Linked DNA regions of Drosophila melanogaster: region 1 is linked to region 2. Evidence: chromatin contacts called from public HiChIP or PLAC-seq data. All regions are on one chromosome and are shown on one strand. Each heading gives the region's core, a stretch centred on a gene start, on an enhancer-like site or on the middle of the called end of the contact. The rest is flanking DNA. Distances are from core to core; before and after follow the strand shown.

Region 1 (6,377 bases), core at 3,423-5,922, 99 kb after region 2:
CTCATGGATTTATGGCCCTAGGTTCCACCTTGCCACGCCAGGCAGAAGCGCCATGGCTCTTGAATAGCATTTGAAGGTGGAATTACCGCGAAACGATTCGTTCATGCGGCGGATTTACGATCATTAATGACCTGCCCTAAAAGGCACGAACCCGCTTAAGCAACACCTGATCCTGGGCAAATGCCCCTGAGCCCGGCCAGCGACCCAGGTAGATGGCCACATACGCGTACACGTATAGATGGACAATGTCAAGGTGTGAGCAGGAATACCCAAATCAAAATCCATTGAATGCAAACAACAGGCGGCAGACAATGGTCATCCCGAATCGCCAATGAGGAGGGGTAGCACTCAGGTCTGGTTATGGCTCTCGTCTCTCCTTCTATTGAGCCGTCCCTTCGAGCGGTCAGTCGAGATTCTGCAACGGCCTGCCCTGCCACGCCCCTCGTCCACCGATTCCCCTACGAGTTGGGATCTGTTACCTGCTGCTCACTCACTCGATCCGTGGAACCCTTGTCGGCGCACCAGTATAATTCGGCAATCGCAGTCCACGAGCACTCAGTTAGAACTTTGAACTGGTTGAAGCAACTTCAGGGAACGAGCCCCCAGAAATACCCACGCAATGAAAGGAATGCGCCTTATGCCCATGAAAATGAAAGCGAAATTAGTTGTTCTCTCTGTGGGAGCTCTCTGGATGATGATGTTTTTTCTGGTGGATTACGCCGAGGGCAGGCGACTGAGTCAGCTGCCCGAGAGTGAGTGCGATTTTGATTTCAAGGAGCAGCCAGAGGACTTCTTTGGCATTCTGGATTCTTCACTGGTGAGTGGTGGAGTCACGTGGCCCGACCTAAAATTACAATCTTCAGCATTACCCAACAACAGGTGCCGCCGAAGGAGCCAAAGGATGATATCTATCAACTCAAGACAACCAGACAACATTCGGGGTAAGTTCCACTGGGATTTATACCGCACACAATGGTGCGCAATTAGCCCACACACTTGCCTTGGCCACTGGAGTGCTTGCCTTTGGGCACGTAAGTAATACCTGAGCTCATAAGCCCTCCCTGCCCATCTCAACCACCCACACAGGAGACGCCGGAAGCAGTCGCATAAATCGCAGAACAAAGCCGCTCTGAGATTACCCCCACCATTTCTGTGGACCGATGACGCTGTTGATGTCCTGCAGCATAGTCACTCACCCACTTTAAATGGGCAACCAATCCAGAGAAGGCGAAGAGCTGTGACCGTGAGGAAGGAGCGAACTTGGGACTATGGGGTCATACCCTACGAGATCGATACCATCTTCAGTGGAGCCCACAAGGCGCTCTTCAAGCAGGCCATGCGCCACTGGGAGAACTTCACCTGCATCAAGTTTGTGGAGCGGGATCCCAATTTGCATGCAAACTATATATACTTTACAGTCAAGAATTGCGGGTAAGTCTAATATTCGTTCTATGGAGAATTTATAATTTATATCCCATCGAATAGTTGCTGTTCGTTTCTGGGTAAGAATGGGAATGGACGCCAGCCCATCTCCATTGGACGTAATTGCGAAAAGTTTGGCATTATTATCCATGAACTGGGTCACACAATCGGGTTTCACCATGAACACGCCCGTGGTGACAGAGATAAACACATCGTGATTAACAAGGGGAACATCATGAGGGGTCAGGAGTACAACTTTGATGTACTCTCGCCGGAGGAGGTGGACTTGCCTCTACTGCCCTACGATCTTAACTCCATTATGCACTATGCGAAGAACTCGTTCTCGAAGAGTCCCTACCTGGATACCATCACACCGATAGGGATTCCACCCGGAACCCATTTGGAGTTGGGTCAGCGGAAGCGTCTTAGTCGCGGCGACATTGTTCAAGCCAATTTGCTTTATAAGTGCGCCTCCTGTGGACGAACATATCAGCAGAATTCTGGACATATAGTGAGTCCACACTTTATATACTCCGGCAATGGAGTACTCAGCGAATTCGAGGGCAGTGGTGATGCTGGGGAAGATCCGTCCGCGGAATCTGAGTTCGATGCCTCGCTGACCAACTGCGAGTGGCGGATCACGGCCACCAATGGGGAAAAGGTCATCCTGCATCTGCAGCAGCTGCATCTGATGAGCTCCGACGATTGTACTCAGGATTACCTGGAGATTAGGGATGGTTACTGGCACAAATCGCCACTGGTGAGACGAATCTGCGGAAATGTCAGCGGAGAGGTCATCACCACCCAGACAAGTCGCATGCTTCTCAACTATGTCAACAGGAATGCAGCCAAAGGTTACCGTGGATTCAAGGCGAGATTCGAGGGTAAGTTTTAAACTTTTCAAAGAAAAACACAAACTAATTTTTCCATTCCAGTGGTATGTGGTGGGGACTTAAAGCTGACCAAAGATCAGTCCATAGACTCTCCCAACTATCCTATGGACTACATGCCGGACAAAGAGTGCGTGTGGCGGATCACGGCTCCGGATAACCACCAGGTGGCCCTGAAGTTCCAGAGCTTTGAGCTGGAGAAGCACGACGGGTGTGCCTACGACTTTGTGGAGATACGGGATGGCAATCACAGTGATTCGCGGCTCATAGGACGCTTCTGCGGAGATAAACTGCCGCCCAACATAAAGTAAGTTACTTTCAAAGGAAAAATGATCACTAACCAAGTGAATATCCACTTAGAACCCGCAGTAACCAGATGTACATCCGTTTCGTATCCGACTCATCGGTGCAAAAGCTGGGATTCTCAGCCGCCTTGATGCTGGACGTGGATGAGTGCAAGTTCACGGATCATGGATGCCAGCACCTGTGCATCAACACCTTGGGTAGCTACCAATGTGGCTGTCGAGCGGGATACGAGTTGCAGGCAAATGGAAAGACCTGCGAGGACGCGTGTGGAGGAGTCGTGGACGCCACCAAATCCAATGGCTCGCTCTACTCACCATCGTATCCGGATGTGTATCCCAACTCCAAGCAGTGCGTTTGGGAAGTGGTTGCGCCACCGAATCACGCGGTGTTCCTAAACTTTTCCCACTTTGATTTGGAGGGCACACGGTTTCACTACACCAAGTGCAACTATGATTACCTGATTATATACTCCAAAATGAGGGATAATCGCCTGAAGAAGATTGGCATTTATTGTGGTCATGAACTACCTCCAGTGGTGAATTCCGAGCAGAGTATCCTCAGGCTGGAGTTCTACTCGGATCGCACTGTCCAGAGAAGTGGATTTGTGGCCAAGTTTGTAATAGGTAACTTACAGAAAAAAATTAATTTACGTACGATCTATAATATCATTATTCCACAGATGTGGATGAGTGTTCAATGAACAATGGTGGCTGTCAGCACCGATGCCGAAACACCTTTGGATCCTATCAGTGCAGCTGCCGCAATGGATACACATTGGCTGAAAATGGACACAACTGCACGGAGACGCGTTGCAAGTTCGAGATCACCACGTCGTATGGAGTGTTGCAGAGTCCCAACTATCCGGAGGATTATCCAAGAAACATTTACTGCTACTGGCATTTTCAGACCGTACTGGGCCACCGGATACAGTTGACATTCCACGACTTTGAGGTGGAGAGCCACCAGGAGTGCATCTACGACTATGTGGCTATCTATGATGGTCGCTCCGAAAATAGCTCAACATTGGGCATCTATTGCGGTGGACGTGAACCGTATGCCGTTATTGCCTCCACCAATGAGATGTTTATGGTACTGGCCACGGATGCGGGTCTTCAGAGAAAGGGTTTCAAGGCCACCTTTGTCTCCGAATGTGGTGGCTACTTGAGGGCCACAAATCATTCACAGACCTTCTACTCGCATCCACGATACGGCAGTAGGCCGTACAAGCGGAACATGTACTGCGATTGGCGCATTCAGGCAGACCCGGAAAGCAGTGTCAAGATCCGTTTCCTACACTTCGAGATCGAGTACTCGGAGCGATGCGACTACGATTATCTGGAGATCACCGAGGAGGGCTACTCAATGAACACTATCCACGGCAGATTTTGCGGAAAGCACAAGCCGCCAATCATAATCTCCAACTCGGACACCCTTCTGTTGCGATTCCAAACGGACGAGAGTAACTCATTGAGAGGCTTCGCCATCTCCTTCATGGCCGTGGATCCACCGGAAGATTCTGTTGGCGAGGATTTCGACGCGGTTACACCCTTTCCGGGCTATCTCAAGAGCATGTATTCCTCAGAAACGGGCAGCGACCACCTCCTGCCACCCAGCAGACTCATTTAGATAAAATGAGAGGTCCAGCGAAGGGATTTAGAGTTTAATGTTTGTTGTTGAAATTTGTAAATAGATTGTGAATAAAAGATATTTCGAGTCATTTTGTTTACCCTATATTTTATTTTTAAAGGCACATAATATTTATATCTGTGATAATACACATTTGAATTTGGCGCTATAAAACTGTGCAACGTTCACACTGAGGATATCGATTGGTGGTGTTAACACATCTGGGTTACTCACAATTTATGTAAAATTACACAAAATAATATTCCTTAGAATGATCTTATCATATTAAATAATTTATGTTTAAAAATTGCGGACAAATGTAATCCTTATATTTTTAAGTCTATCGAAAACCATTCTGAAGACCCCTAACATTTCACAATCGATAGGTCGAATTGTTCGATAGCCCTTTGCTCCAGCAATCAAGCAATCGAGTATCGGCGTCGCTTCGTTTCGAATTTCAGTTCGAATTTGGATTTGTGCGGCGACGCTCTAATTTGTTTAATTTTTGTTCGTTAATTGTGTTAATTGATTAGTTAGTCGCTGTGTTAATGGACCACTAAGTTAGCTGCGAGCCCGTTTCTGTTTAGTTCAAGTTATTTCTGTTTTGGCCATTCCCTGCAATGAGCGCCTTTGAGGTTAGTTGAGTCCTCTTTTTGGAACTCCGGCAATAATTTTCCGAGAAATAACTAGATTACCGGTACTTACAGATCACAGTGACGCCATCGCGCCTAAAGCAAAAGAAGCGCGCCGAAGGACGCGAGCCCGCCGTCGTCGTCATGGCTCCGTTCTCCGCCAAGGCGATTGTGCAGTTCGAGGATGTGCCGATAACAAAGACAGCACGGCGCCAGGTGCGCGTTCTCAATCCCAGCGACGACGACATCGAGGTTAGTGGGTTGCATACGGCCTGGCAACTGTTATTTGATCAATGTTTTACAGGTCAAGGTAATGAAGGCCATCCGGGAGGAGCACAACTTAAGCCTGGAGTGGATGGAGCACACGGTGCCTGCAAGAGATGAGGTATCCATGGAGCTAGTGTGGAGCCCCGTCCTTGAGGTGGCCTGCAAGGAGACGCTGCAGCTAATAGACAACCGCAACTTCCGAAAGGAGGTGATGATCATACTCAAGTCCAAGAGCAACCAGCCGGTCAAGGTCAGTCAAAAAATGCATTTGCCACCCCTTTTACTTACATACCCTCTTTTGCATGTATCTCTTACCTTTCTACCTGAAGAACCCGCGCAAATTTCCTACTGTCGGCAAGACCCTGCAGCTGAAATCGCCGACAGGAGCTGGCAAGACAATGAAAAGCGTGGTATCCGCTGCTGTGCAGCAAAAGAAGCGCATGTCTGCAGCAGCAGCGCCTCCCTCCAAGCAGACATGGCGAGTGACTGCTCCTTCGCGTCCCGCTGCATGGGCACATCCACCTCCACAGGCTCCTCTTGTCGAGAAGAATGTATACAAGACTCCACAAGAAGAGCCCGTATACATATCACCACAGCCTCGCAGTCTTAAGGAAAATCTAAGCCCTATGACGCCAGGAAACCTACTCGACGTGATTGACAATCTGCGATTCACACCTCTCACCGAAACCCGTGGCAAAGGACAAGCTACCATTTTCCCGGACAATCTGGCAGCCTGGCCCACACCAACACTTAAAGGGAATGTAAAATCATGTGCTAATGATATGCGGCCGCGTCGAATCACTCCAGATGATCTAGAAGATCAGCCTGCCACAAACAAAACGTTCGATGTAAAGCATTCCGAGACTATCAATATTTCGTTGGACACCTTGGACTGCTCCAGGATCGATGGACAACCGCATACGCCCCTAAATAAGACAACAACCATTGTGCATGCCACGCACACCAGAGCTCTGGCCTGTATTCATGAGGAGGAGGGACCAAGTCCACCTAGGACGCCCACGAAGAGCGCCATACACGACCTGAAGAGGGACATTAAGTTGGTGGGTTCACCCTTACGAAAGTATTCCGAGTCCATGAAAGATTTGTCACTTCTATCGCCACAAACTAAGTATGCCATTCAAGGGTCTATGCCTAATCTAAATGAAATGAAAATCCGCTCGATCGAACAGAATAGATATTACCAGGAGCAGCAGATCCAGATAAAGGCCAAAGA
Region 2 (7,037 bases), core at 235-2,734:
CGAGGGCAGGACTACCGCGTTCCTGTTGTTAAAAAAGCGATTGGCGGCCATGGGCATGTGCCAGGCGGACGATCGATGACTTTGATGTGGCAACACGGCGGACTTGGCCTGGTTCTGATGCTGCAGCTGCTCCTTCTGCTGCACCTGGGTGAGCTGAACGAAGCTGCGGTTGTTGAGCAATCCCCGAAAGCGCCGGTTGGTATCGAGCACATTGAGAATGGGCGGCATGCGCAGGCGTGCCGAGGATTGGGTGGTGGCTGAGATGGGCAGCTGGGGCTGGTTCTGCTGGCTGCGCTGTCGTTTGAGGAGTCTAACCGAAACGGAGGTAACCCGCAGATCCCTGTCCAGTAGATCCACCAGCTTCTTCTGGCTGTGCCGTAAATAGGAGTGGTGATGAGGCTGTTCTGGTTCTTCTGCCTTGGGTGTCAGAAATCCATCCTCCGCCTCCTCGTCATCATCGTCGTCGTCCAGGGAGTTCAGACTAAGATTTGAAATCGAGTCAATATCCTCCCGCGTCTGACTATCGAAGCTGTGGTGGCGCAGCGTTCGAGTCCGGCGGCCCAGCAGGCTAGGGAACTTTCGGTGCCAGTCGGCGATCTCGTTGCGCAACTCGGGCTCCTGAAGCTCCGTCAAGGGATCCTCGCCGCTCATCAGCCGCTCCACCCGCTCCCAGTCCAGCAGGTTCTTCTTGATGGCATCGTCCGCCCACGGAATGGAGCCCACCGAGCTGCGGTCAATGCTGCTAGAGGAGTAGGGCACATCCTGCAGGAACTCCGATTCATCCGGATCGTCCTTATCCGCTTCCTGTTCGTTGTTGTTGTCGTTGGCCTTGCAGATGGCACCCTCATTGTCCTCCAAATCCGCTCCGAAATAGTAGCGTCTGTCTGAGGACATCAAAACTGCTCCAGAAAAACGAGCTGGACTCGTTCTGCCTTCGCTTTCCCTTCCCTGCTCCTTGATCCTTGCACTCGCAAATCCCCGTGGGTGTCCTTTCGATTTATGTAGCTGTGCCTGTGGATGTGTTCCCCTTCAAAATCGATGCCGCAAAAGGCGGCGAGCGTCAATTGTTGTGTTGTGGCCCATTCCAGTTTAGCTTGTTATTTATTGTCCTTTTGTTGTTTCGACAAAAGGGCGCAGGCTCCACGGCGTTGCCAGTGTCGACCAGAAATAACGTTCGCTGGTTCAAAGTGGTTCAGAAAATCGATCATAGAGGGTATTCTTTTTGAGCTTAGCTTTTAAAGGGACAATAACTCTATTGAACTCTTATTTTAATCAAAACTTTGTAAATTACAAATCTTAAGGTTATGATTGGGCATAAGGAAATACTCCACAGCGATAATCGGTTTAAATACTAGTAATTTTTCAAATATCCCGCAAAATTGCTGCCTGTCTGTCATCCATCAATGTATCGATGTTTTAGTGTATATTGTATCGTTGTTACGTCGCTGCATCTCCCACCACTAGGTCGAGTTTTAACCATACGGTCATACTGTATATCGTCGGTTTTAGCTGGTGTAGGGTCATATTTTTGCCGGGCGTGCTGATGTCCTTTTTCGGGTGAAGCCAAGTCATTTGCCAGCCGGCGATCGCAGGCAACACAAGTACGGGATGTGGCACGAGGCGAGGAAACAGGAGCGCAAGATCCGTGGCCTGATCGTCGATTACCGCAAGAGGGCGGAGCGGCGGCAGTACTTCTACGACAAAATTCAGGCAGATCCCACCCAGTTTCTGCAACTGCATGGCCGGCGAAGCAAGATCTACTTGGATCCCGCGGTGGCCGCCGCCGGCGATGGAGCCGCAATCATGCAAGTGATATTCATTTAGAGCATAAAACCCTCTACTTTCTAGTTGCGTGGCGATGTTTTTGTTTTGCTAAGTAATGGATACTTTTTGCAGTGTGCCTTGGCAGGGTCAGCAGGACAACCTCATCGACCGCTTCGATGTACGCGCCCATTTGGATCACATTCCTCCCGTGAACAAGACCAACGCCGAGGGGGCGGATGGTGACTCCGAACTGACCCTCGAGGAGCGTCAGCTAAACTACGAGCGCTATCGCATCCTGGCGCAAAATGACTTCCTCAACGTCAGCGAGGATAAGTTTCTGCACCAACTCTACCTGGAGGAACAGTTTGGGGCCAATGCCCAACTGGAGGCGGAACGGAATCTGGCCAAAAAGAAGCAGAAGACGGGAGGAGCCACAATTGGCTACTCCTACGAAGATACCGGCGATGGAGCGACTATTGGACCTCAGCCTTTTGGAGCCGCCAGTTCAACTGTCATTGGTGGAGCGGCAGCTGTTGCGAAGGGTGAAAAGGGGGATGGCAGTGAAGAATCGGATTCTGACATCGATATGGATGTGTCGATAGACATCGGCAAGCTGGACACCTCGCAAGCCCATGAGCTTAACGCCTGCGGGCGCAACTACGGCATGAAAAGCAACGACTTCTTCTCACACCTCACTAAGGATGCTGACGAGGCGGATGCCCTGCGCATTGCGCGCGAGGAGGAGCAGGAGAAGATGCTGCTGAGCGGGCGCAAGTCAAGACGCGAGCGTCGGGCGCAAAAGGAGAGAAGGATCGCCAATAGACCATTCAGTCCGCCAAGCTATGCTGCCAAGGAGGATAAGGACAAAAAAGGTGGTGGTAAGGGCGGTGAGAAAGAAAAGGAGGAGGACAGCGAATCGCGTTCGCCGTCGCCCGCGGAAGCAGGTCCCGAGAAGATAACCTACATTACCTCGTTTGGGGGCGAGGACGAAATGCAGCCGCACTCCAAGATCACCATCAGCCTGACGAAGCCTGGTCTGACCCTGGGTGAATCGTGCATCAATGCCAGTAGCGGAGCGGCGATTGCCGCCGCCGCAGCATCTTCGGTTTCCTATGCTCAAAAGGTGAAAGATAATCTGGACAAGTTGAAAGTGATGAATGAGTCGTCCAAGCGCAACAGACGTCGATCCCGCTCGCACTCCCGCTCTCGTTCTAGGAGTGCCACAGTCTCAAGGAGTCGGAGTGGTAGTCGTCGGAGTGGCAGTCGTCGTAGAAGTCGCCGCAGTAGAAGCTATCACAGAAGGAGCAGGACGCGTTCACGTCGCCGACGAAGGTACTACTCTAGATCAAGATCCAGGTCGAGATCAAGATCCCGTTCGCTGTCAAGATCCAGATCCAGATCCCGCAGTCGATCGCGATCCGGTTCCTGGAAACGCTACAAGGCGCGCAGTCCAAGCTACAAGCGCTCTAGGAAGCGCTACTCCTATTCCTCTCGCAGCTCCAGTGGCAGCTCATACAGGCGAAGAAGTCGCTCCCGATCCCCCTCAAACCGAAGGAGTCGCGTCAAAAAGAAGACCACACCTCCGCCAGTGGCGACCGTGGGTGGTTATTGCCTGAACACCACCACGACTACAACTACATCCACTGTAACGGCGGTAAAGATGTTCCAACAGCAGCAGCAGCAGCCGCCGGCCAAAGCAACGCCGCCCATGATCAGCTATCCAATACCTGCGCGAATGCTCAATGTAAACCAAGCACTCACAGCTACCGCACCCGTTGCTGTGCAACCACAAGTGGTAGAGCCACCACCACCGCCACTGAAACGCTACTATGGACGAAAAAGAGGCAACGATACCTCGTCCTCATCTTCGTCGGGAGCGGAGAACAGCGAAGGCAGCGACAACGAGGAGCAGCAACAGCCACAGTTGGGAAAGCGAGCTGAGGACTCCGATGATATGGAATTGGACACTGCGTAAGTTTGTGTGCTGGAGAGAGTGGTAAAGTAGAACAGCCAAGGATTAGGGCCTGTATCCTTGTAATTGTAATTATCCATCTAATTATGGTATCTCTCTTTCAGGTCGGAGCGTTCACACGCCCTCCAGCCGACCATGTCGTCTTCGAGCAGCACGGGTAATCAAACAGGCAAATATAGTTCCGCTACCGAAACCAAAGTCAGTAAGCAAAGCCAAGTGTGTCATGCCCCACCCAACTGGAGTACACCACAAAATTCACGTCTCAGCCTCCCGCTATCCGACATCCAATCCAATGAGCAACATTCGGACCCAAGCAGGCAGCACCGTGTTCTCGTTCCAAACCTGACTAGCAACCATCCCTGCATGTCCAATTGTTGATACATTGTTTTGTGCCCCCCTCTTAATGCCGCTGCAGCACTTCGTTGCATTGAAATGCAATGTTGATTGCGATGCAATCAAGGATGTATTCGCCACCCCATTGTATTTATAAAACCATTGCAACTTCTGTCCGGTTTGTCTGCTTTTTCTTCAATCTGTTGCTATGCATTGAAGTTCCTTGATTCTTTCCCATGAATTCTCGTCAAATAAAAATGGCACGAATGCTATTTTGGCGTGGTCAGCTTAAAGACACATAGTTGTTATATACAGATTTTTAATCATAATCCAGTTTTAAATACTATTTCGCTTGAAAGGATGATGCAAATGATAATCCTGCACTGGCATTTTTAAGCTTCGGCTTTCGAAGCTAGCTTTTTCCTAATGTTAGTGAGTAGATGCCCTAATCTGACAGCCCATCATGGACGCACAGACCAATCCCCACTGCCTACCACACTTTCGCCGGCCACCCACTGCTCCCTTAATACCGCAACAACATCCTGAGACTTGCTAAATAAGTATGTGCTTTTACAGGGCTCCGGACATCCGAGTTCTGGCGGTGGCGGACGGCCCAATCTGCGCGAGCGGCTTAAGAGAAAGATGCAGAACCTTTTGAACCGGCAATGTAAGCCAACTGGAGTGTAGTGTGATGTTCACCAAGCGCCTTCTGAAATCCCTTGAATTAGGTAACTAAAACGGAAATATCTTGCAGATAAAGCCGATAAGCGTGCGGAAATCGAAAAGACCGAGCGTGAACGACTGCAACAGCAGGAACGCGAGGATGAGATGCGCGAACTGGCCCTCAAGCTGCGCAGAAGGTGGGTATCTGGATGTGGTTGGCTCTGGCGGTCCTCTCACATTTACATATTCACAGGCGCCGTGAGCTGCGTCACAAATATGGAACGCCCTCGAGTGGAAAGCTCTCGGACAGCGATGCCGAATCTGTGGCATCGGAAAGCCAGCTGGCAAAGTCGTCGACGCGTCGCAGTCGCAGCAGATCGGAGAGTCGTAGGCGGTCGCCACCGCCGGAAACACAGCACAGCAGACGGAGCAGCAGCCGAACGGAAAGGAGGAGACGCACAAGGACGCCCAGTCCAAAGTACAATCGTAGGCAGCGTTCGCGCTCCCGAAGCGGAAGTCGCGTGGAGCGGAAGCGACGTTCCCACAGTCGACGGCGCAGTGGCAGCCGTGATCGGCGCCGTTCCCGCAGCCGGAGGAGTCAGTCCAGGCGGCGGAGGCAGCGGGACCGCAGCATTGAGCGGAATCGCGAGCGGGAACAGTACAGGCAACAGCATCAGCAGCAGAACGAACGGTTGCGTGGTCGTGATCGCGACCGGGAGGCGGATTACGGCCATGGCGGCAGTGGTTCTTCGAATCGAGGACGCGTCGTCATCTCCGCCCCGCCAAAGCTCAAGAAACTGGTTGACTATTGATCCCAAAACCGTTGTGAAGAAGACGTTTTTCTATTCACTTGATTATACATTTGATATTCGCTCGATTGTTTATACATAGATGTACGATTTATTTCTGGAGCGTGTTTTGCGCTCACTGTTGATTCTGCCCCCAATAAAATATTTATAGCGCATAGTATTGAAGTTACAACTTTTTTGTACATTTAATTTATTTTTATTTAACATTTTTTTATGCCCTACTTGATAAGATTTTTAAAAGATATGTTACCCTTTTTTGTGCTTAACTGCAGCAAATTAAACTAATTTTAATATTATATTTTGTTTTCACCGTTGCAAACATTCTTTTGAAAAGTGGTTATCGTTGGCGTTATCGATAAGTTGATTTTCATCCCGCACTTGGCAACTCTGGCTGCCAGTTGTTTATGTAATTGTAAACAGCTGTGCGAGAAGCATACTGGAATCATGTTAAATTTCACTCTTCGCCGACTCACTGGAGTTTCCATACGAAACCTGAATCAACTGACACCCACAATCAGCAGCTTAGGACAGATCCTCCCCAGAGCCACTATGTCGCAGGAGGCGGGACAGTATCCGCCCATCGAGTCTGCCATGCGAAAAGCACTAAACACGGAGCTGAAGCCGGTATATCTGGAGGTCATTAACGAATCGCCCCAGCACAATGTCCCCAAGCGGTCGGAGTCCCACTTCCGTGTGTTCGTCGTCTCGGAGAAGTTCAACGATCTGACGCTCATCAAGGTATGTTAAATCCGTGGATTTCCGTTCTATTTATTAAGAGGTTTATTTTCCCTTAGCGTCATCGATTGGTTAATGACACGGTAAAAAATGCGCTGAAGGAAGCAGGCTTCGAGTTTATGCACGCCCTGTCCATTGAGGCCAAGACACCCAAGCAGTGGGAACCGGAGCAGGAGCCGGAGAAGAGTCCGCCGTGCCTGGGAGGCCACGGCAAGTAAAAACACAGAAGGAACAGAACTCAAATTCTATGTACAAAGGACCTACTTTACTATTCACAAAACCAGCTTACGCAAATACAACAGAATCACCAATGGAAAAGAGGGTGTGCTAGAAGGGAATGGTTGATTTAGGACAAGGGTATGGCTTCCACTTGTCGCCGGGCGGATAGGATAACATCGTTGATGCCCACGCCATCGTATGCAGCTCCACAGACAGACAGTGGCAGTTTGTAGGTCTTGATGTAGTTCCGAATGGCTTCAACGCGCCGCTTGTGGCCCACAGTGTACTGCGGGATGCACTTGTGCAGCGTGTGCACTCGACTGAATTTGGGTTCCTCGCGTATCTGCAGCATTTTCTGCACATGGCTGGTGGCTAAGTCAAGAATCTGCTTGGGGCTTGGACGATCACCGAACCACTGGTCGAACCAATGGCCACCCATCATCACGGTAAGCACAGTGTTCTCGCCCATGTCGAAGCAGCAGCTGTCGAAGATGACGCCGAGCAGAGGTAACTTTTCCACTGGCGGCACTAGCAATCCAAAG

Evidence for each region. HiChIP or PLAC-seq counts read pairs in DNA pulled down with a chosen protein or histone mark.
Region 1: a contact with region 2 is called in an H3K27ac HiChIP or PLAC-seq map of the Kc167 cell line, with 3 times the contacts expected there. The contact joins the promoter of asp here to the promoter of CG6695 in region 2. A contact is called at or near these places in 26 of 107 Hi-C or Micro-C datasets (the D17-c3 cell line, the Kc167 cell line, the OSC cell line and 11 more) and 5 of 6 datasets of contacts at active chromatin or transcription factors (the Kc167 cell line and the S2 cell line).

What each region holds. Positions count from the first base shown.
Region 1 is chr3R:24,749,177-24,755,553 of dm6, forward strand. It overlaps asp (abnormal spindle), which reads left to right and starts at 4,673. Exons shown (of 6, transcript NM_079764.3): 1 at 4,673-4,879; 2 at 4,952-5,128; 3 at 5,181-5,393; 4 at 5,473-6,377. The coding sequence starts at 4,865. It overlaps tld (tolloid), which reads left to right and starts at 555. Exons shown (of 7, transcript NM_079763.4): 1 at 555-817; 2 at 880-941; 3 at 1,087-1,431; 4 at 1,486-2,306; 5 at 2,358-2,619; 6 at 2,673-3,241; 7 at 3,298-4,334. The coding sequence starts at 620. The coding sequence ends at 4,244.
Region 2 is chr3R:24,653,676-24,660,712 of dm6, forward strand. CG6695 reads left to right here and starts at 1,485. Exons shown (of 6, transcript NM_206565.2): 1 at 1,485-1,805; 2 at 1,897-3,735; 3 at 3,841-3,893; 4 at 4,646-4,736; 5 at 4,824-4,929; 6 at 4,986-5,704. The coding sequence starts at 1,609. The coding sequence ends at 4,704. CG31125 reads right to left here and starts at 1,145. Exons shown (of 1, transcript NM_170161.3): 1 at 1-1,145. The coding sequence starts at 894. It overlaps CG31126, which reads left to right and starts at 5,946. Exons shown (of 2, transcript NM_170162.3): 1 at 5,946-6,279; 2 at 6,336-6,590. The coding sequence starts at 5,986. The coding sequence ends at 6,494. Ppox (Protoporphyrinogen oxidase) reads right to left here. Exons shown (of 1, transcript NM_143021.3): 1 at 6,522-7,037. The coding sequence ends at 6,623. It also overlaps mir-1003.